2 separate regions of the Sus scrofa genome follow, and region 1 is linked to region 2. The links are chromatin contacts, called in public HiChIP or PLAC-seq maps. All regions are on one chromosome and are shown on one strand. Each heading gives the region's core, a stretch centred on a gene start, on an enhancer-like site or on the middle of the called end of the contact. The rest is flanking DNA. Distances are from core to core; before and after follow the strand shown. Region 1 holds the start of SKIL (ski-like protein). Region 2 holds the start of MYNN (myoneurin).

The links. HiChIP or PLAC-seq counts read pairs in DNA pulled down with a chosen protein or histone mark.
Region 1: an H3K27ac HiChIP or PLAC-seq map of alveolar macrophages shows a contact between it and region 2. The contact joins the promoter of SKIL here to the promoter of MYNN in region 2. A contact is called at or near these places in 2 of 5 promoter capture datasets (fetal liver and liver), 14 of 47 Hi-C or Micro-C datasets (alveolar macrophages, blood, embryonic fibroblasts and 9 more) and 2 of 2 datasets of contacts at active chromatin or transcription factors (alveolar macrophages and skeletal muscle).

The regions. Positions count from the first base shown.
Region 1 is chr13:109,028,508-109,031,356 of Sscrofa11.1, forward strand. It overlaps SKIL (ski-like protein), which reads left to right and starts at 1,324. Exons shown (of 7, transcript XM_021069796.1): 1 at 1,324-1,500.
Region 2 is chr13:108,433,709-108,436,686 of Sscrofa11.1, forward strand. It overlaps MYNN (myoneurin), which reads left to right and starts at 1,486. Exons shown (of 7, transcript XM_005669990.3): 1 at 1,486-2,149; 2 at 2,932-2,978. The coding sequence starts at 2,963. ACTRT3 (actin-related protein T3) reads right to left here and starts at 658. Exons shown (of 2, transcript XM_003358668.4): 1 at 1-658.

The sequences.
Region 1 (2,849 bases), core at 74-2,573, 590 kb after region 2:
AGTGACCTCGAAGCAGCAAAGCCAGGAAAAATTGGATAAGAATGGACAAAAAGAAATTTAAAAAGGTGGGGGACAAAGCTCGAGTCTTCTGAATTCGGTGCACAGAGACCTGGGGGACTATTTCAGTTCCTGATTTTGCGGTGGGGTGAAAAAAAGGGGTTTTTCTTGGTGTTTCGAAATAGGACGGAGCAGCTCCGCAGAGTTTAATGCGCTAACTGGCTGCCGCGAAACACTGACCAAGGAGACCACTCTTTTCGGCCCTGAGGGTTACAGCCGAAAGCTCTTCAGTAGGAGCTTTCTCGTGTTCTCCAAAACAAAACCCCAAACCCTTCAGTATAATACTGAGAAACATGTAATTTCTAGCTCCCTTTTGGAGCCGAGAGAGCAGTCTGGTGAGGGGGTGGGGGGAGGGTAGCTGAGAAGTAGAGACAAAAATGTTCTTTCTCGGTTTTGCCGGAACTTCGGCCAGCCCTCGGGCCCGGCCCGATGGCGGAGGAGGTCAGCCCTGGGAAGGCGTCTGGGCGGAGGCGGCCCAGGCAAGGCGGGGGCCGCCGGGGTGGGGCGGAGCGCAGCGCGGGCAGCTGGCTGGGCGGCCCTCAGGCGGGAGGCCCCGGGGAGGCGGGGGAGCAGCCCCCGCGCGCAGGGCCCTCAAGGGGGGCGCGGCTGGGCGGCCGCCACCCGGCTGCCTCCGGGGCGGGGCGGCCCAGCTGCGGCCCCCGCAGGGGGGAGGGTCGCCCGTGCCTGACCTCGGGCGGTGGCCTCGGCCGGGCCGGCCCTGTCTCCGCCCGGCAGACTGCTGGGGTCGCGCACAGTGCACCTCGCGGCCGCCCTGCCCCCACTTGCCTTGCAGCGCAGCGACCGAGCGACCAGGGCGCCCCCGGGTCTGGCCCGTCACCACCGAGCAGCGGGTGGGGCGGGGGCGGGGCGGTGGCGGCCAGACAGCCGGCTGGGCGACTCGAGGAAGGAAGGAGGGAGGGCGGCGGTGGGGGTGGGGCGGGGAGGGAACATCCTGTCTGCGCCGAGTGCACCGCAGACAGCGTCGCGCGCCAGCCGCCCAGACGGCGCGGGGGGCGAGGAGCGCCGGGCGCGCGCCTGGGGGGAGGGGCGCGCGCCTGGGGGGAGGGGCGCGCGCGCCAGACGACGGGCCAGGAGAGCCCTTTGGAACCACAATAGGCCAGACGGTGCGCGCGTCCCCGCGGGGCTAGGAGCCGCGAGGCGTCGGCGGCGGGCCCGCGCGCGCGGTGCCGCTGCTGGCTCTGTTCCTCTCCCTCCCTCCCTCCCCCCCCCCCCCCCGGCCCCGCCGCCCTCGCTCTCCCCCGGGCGGCCGGAGACGGCGGCGGCGTCTGCGGGAAGCCGTGTGTCTCCGCAGTGACGTGGGCGGGCCGAGGGCTCGGTGACGTCAGAGGGCTGTGTGTAGCGATGTGTGTGGGGTTCGGAGCGGCGCCGGCACTGCCGAGGGGAGCGGGCGAGCGGCGGCGGCGGCGGCGGCGGCGGGCACAGGTGCGGCCCGGGCTCGCGGTGGGGACGCGGCAGGAGGCAAGGGCGCGTGGCCCCAAGGGCCGCCCGACGGTGGCGCCGGGGGTAGTGGGGAGTTAACAAAGCTCGTCGGGCTTCCCAGGGCTTGGAGGCCGGAGTCGGGGGTCCGGATGCGCGGGTCCCGGGTGGGGTTGGGACCACGGGGTGGGGGCGCTGGTCGGGTGTCCCCCGGCAGGTCATACTTCGCTGTTCCTGGACTAGGGCAAGGGCAGGGCGCTGCACTTGACCGGAGCCGTCGGGACCCCGGAGACCGGGACGCCCGTCACCGCCACCCCCCCCTCCAGCTGCCAGTCTGCGCTCCGCGGGGATGCCTCAGGCTCGACCCGCTGCGTCGGCGCCCGCAGGCGCGGGGATCCCGATTCGCGCCCCACTAGCCCGCTGACCCCTCTCCCTTCTGGCCCTGGGCGCGGGGCGGGGGTAGATGCAGCGTTAGGGCTGCTAGGGTAACACCCGAGAACTTCCCGGGGAGAGGGTGCGGGGGGGGGTTTCCACAGTTCTCCCAGCGGAGCGGTGTTGGGAGGGCATTGGGGTGTTCCCAGACCGCGAGTGGGGGTTGGGAGACTCCTCTTCCTCCACTTCCCACCACCCCCTTGCACGCTCCAGGGCGTCCCAGGTCCTTTGCTCTCTGCTCCCTGCCTCCCCCTCGGATTTGAGATGGGTGGGTGGCTTTGCGTGGGCGGAGGATTTCAGGGCTTGGGGGCTCCCCCATTCTAGGTCATGCCTCCTGCCCTCTTCCTTCGCTTGCGTGGGCAGGGGTGTTCCTGTGGTGGGTGGGTGAAAGTCAGTACGTTGGCTAGTGGCCTTGGTCCTTAACCCTTTGGGTCTGTTGTAAGGTAAATTGCTCGGAGTTTGGGAGGCAGAAATTTCTCTTTATTGGATTTCTTTTGGATTTTTTTCTCAAGAAGGAAGTGGAAGAAGAATCTTTTCTTTTTCCTTCTTCCTCCATTTGCATTCTTTGTGAGGTCTGTCTGCCTTGTGCTTTTTGTCCCGGATTAGTCTTGTTCAAGGATGGAGATTCCCAGGAGTGGTGTCTATAGCTTTTGGCTTCCATTAAGCAAATTCGCTAACCTTTTAAAGGGAAAGTTAATTTTTTCCTACAGTCATTCCAGAAAAATAGCATACACTGACTAGATGAATTATTCACTTAAAGTTGTAACTTAGTTATATATGGTGGATATGTTAACTAGTATATGATTTTTTGGATGAATCTGACTTAAAATAAGAGAAGTAATAGATTATTTTAGTTAAAATGGCATAATCGAGAAAGTCTGTAGTACTGAGTTTTGACTAAGATGATCTGTTTAAGGTTCTTC
Region 2 (2,978 bases), core at 236-2,735:
GGGGCTCCTGGGCACAAAAGCCTTTCTCTGTCCCCATTTCTTTTTAGGAAATAGGCCTCATTCAGCCTCCTTGACCTCCCTTGAGTGCCAAAGGGCAGGTAGTAGGAAGGAAAGATTACAGAAAACCAGATATCTAAAGTTGGGAAATTTAGCGCTTTTCTATGAAAGAATGCAAATGTCTAGGCTCACTGAAATCATCCTTTGATGTGCATCTCCACCAGTGTTCTGTGTTTTCACAGCCTGAGTTTCAAGGAGGGCAGGGTGGGGGGGCTCGCTCTCGGGAGTGGTTGCTAGATGGCAGGTATTCTTTGTTTCCTTCCTGAGTTCCCACAGGGCTCCGAGGTTCAGCCTCCGAGGTGGCTGCATTCCCGGTTGATTTGTGCCATCCTTTGTTTTGTGGACTTAACTATCAGTGTATGTGATAAAGAACTAAAAGACCCTAGCAAATGGAAGATGTTAACTACCTGATGAAGGATTGTTCATTCTGGAAAGAAGGACCACTAGAACCAGTCCTGGGGTCACAAAAACACCAACTTTGAAAAACAATGCAAGCCAGCATTTTCCCTGATCCTTATCTGTGGCCCTATTTTTCTACTTCCAAATTATAAAACCACTTCCTATTCTCTCCCAAAGGGGGGCACAGTCTTTAGGGCATTAGTCTGCTATAGCCCTCCTTTGCCTGGCAAAGCAATAAAGCTGTTACTTTTCTCCTTCACCCAAAACTCTTGTCTCCCTGTTTCTATTCAGCACTGGTGGACAGAGAGGTCCAGTTTCCACAACAAGGTAATCAAACACAGCACAAAAACTGGAGCCCTGGAGCCCTTGAGGACTCTGTATTACAAGTCATTTGGTTTTCCACTTGAGATTACAGATTTATCTAAACCCGAGACCATGTTTTATACTTCTAAATACTCAATATCTGTTCAACACATAGCAGAGGCTCATAAATATCTGAGTGAATTAATTACCAAAAAGGATTCTGACAAAACTAAAAGTGCAATCAGAAAGAAAATTATACTTATAAACATAAAATCAAGAAAGAACCAGCCTCTTTTTTTCCTAACGGTTGTGGTTTTATTCAAAAATATGATTCATACTGAGGAAAACTTAGAGACCAAACGGAATCTGTTTTTTTAAAAAAATCTCAGGAGAGAAGAAAAGAAACTCAAGTTGACACTGTCCTGAAAAATAAAGTCGCGAGTAAACTTCCTACGATCCTCATATAACTTTTAACAAGAAAAAAATGTTGAAGTTTTGGTTTTCTTAGATTTATAATGTCCAAGCGTGGTATAATTCACCCTAACATATCAGCATGACTTATCTTACTGTTTCTGTCTTTTCATTTTATGCAGATAAGCGGCACCCCTTTCCCTCACTGTACAAAATCTGAATACAACGTAAATCATTGTATTAAAGTTTTTCTAGTCCAGACGCAGAACATTTTCCGGTATAAAGCCCACCTTTCCCCACGCGCATGCCCAGTATGCCCTACTGCTTTGCACCGCTTTCGTGCATCCCAGGCTTCCAACACCAGGTAAGGGTATCCTGCAAACTGGATTCCGGTTGGCTGATGCAAACAAGAGCTTTTGGGTAGGTAAACTAAAAAGGAGTGATCAGTCTCAGCTCAAAAATTCCCATGGTCGAGAGCCCAAGTATATAAAGCAGCTGTTCCCACCGGTGGGGCCTCAAGAAAGGTGAGGCTGATGGGAGAAGTCGAGCAACTAACTACAAGCCCCAGCATGCAATGCACAATTTGGCTCCCGGAAAGAGGCGCGCTGTGCAGCGGAAAGCAGCCTTGGCCGGCAACACGAGTCGTGCGCGAGATGCTGACGGTCAGCCAACCAGAATGCTCAGAATGAGGAAGAGAGGCGGGGCGCTGTGAGCGTCCCCTTAGATCTCGTATCTATGACTCTCCAGTTTCCGGGTCTCCTGGCCCGCTAGGGAGGGGGTTCTCTGTGCGCCAGCCTCTTCCAGGCGGGTGTTAGATCTCCACGGTCCTAAGAGCCTACGCTGTTGCCACGGATCTCCCAGAGCCGGATGTGACGTCGCCTTGGAGTAGGAAGGGAGAGGCGGAGCGTAGCCCAGTGACGTCCTTCCAATATGGCGGAGTGAGAGTGAAGAAACAGTGTTTCCCCTTGGGTTGCTATAGGTGAGTTCTGTCTTTGCCCCCAGCCCGCCATCCCAGCTCCCTCCAGATCCTGGGTCACTAGAGGGCAGGTTCCTTGGAGCGCGAGCTGTTGTCGGAGCCAAGTGTTAACGTTGAAAGCTCGGGCGAGGCAGTCCTGGTGTTGGCCTTGGCCACAACCTCTGCTGTGGGAATTCGCGGGAGTGGGAGCTGGGCGAAGGGCAGGGAGGCAGAAACCAGGAGAGATCGGCTTTGGTTGTCACCCTATGATACCACCTCGAGTGGGGAAGGAAGGGGTGTGGCTTCCTCGGGGTGAGTGACCTAACCTTTGACAACTCTTGGCCCTGCCCCCTCGGCACCCGTCTAGCGTTTTGAAGCCACTATGTAACAGGTTTCATTGGGGAGCAGTTTTCAAGACCTCGTACCGTGTCCTTACTCAGTTTGCCCCAACGATCATTCTTTTAGTGGTTGATTTTTTCTCCCAAATATATGTTTGCCTACTGAGCTTGAAAGTGAAAGTTCAGCTGATCCAAAAGCGTGGAATTTTGCAGTGCTTTTTTTTTTCCTTTTTTTCCCCGCTTTGTGGAAATATTTTCTCGCGTCGCCATTTATTACCGCGTCCAAAGGATTGTGTTAGTTGACCAAGATGAAATAAAAGCTAGGAAGGCATTTGTCCCTTCGGCATTTTTTAACCATATCTGTGAATTTTCTGGGGACGTAAAATGAGAACAGACTTTATTCTTGTTGCGTGAAAAGTTTGATGACAGCTTAGGTTTACTAATTTACTATTTATTTTTGTTTTTTAGAACAAGGGTAAAATTCGTTTGTGATATCAAAATGCAGTATTCGCACC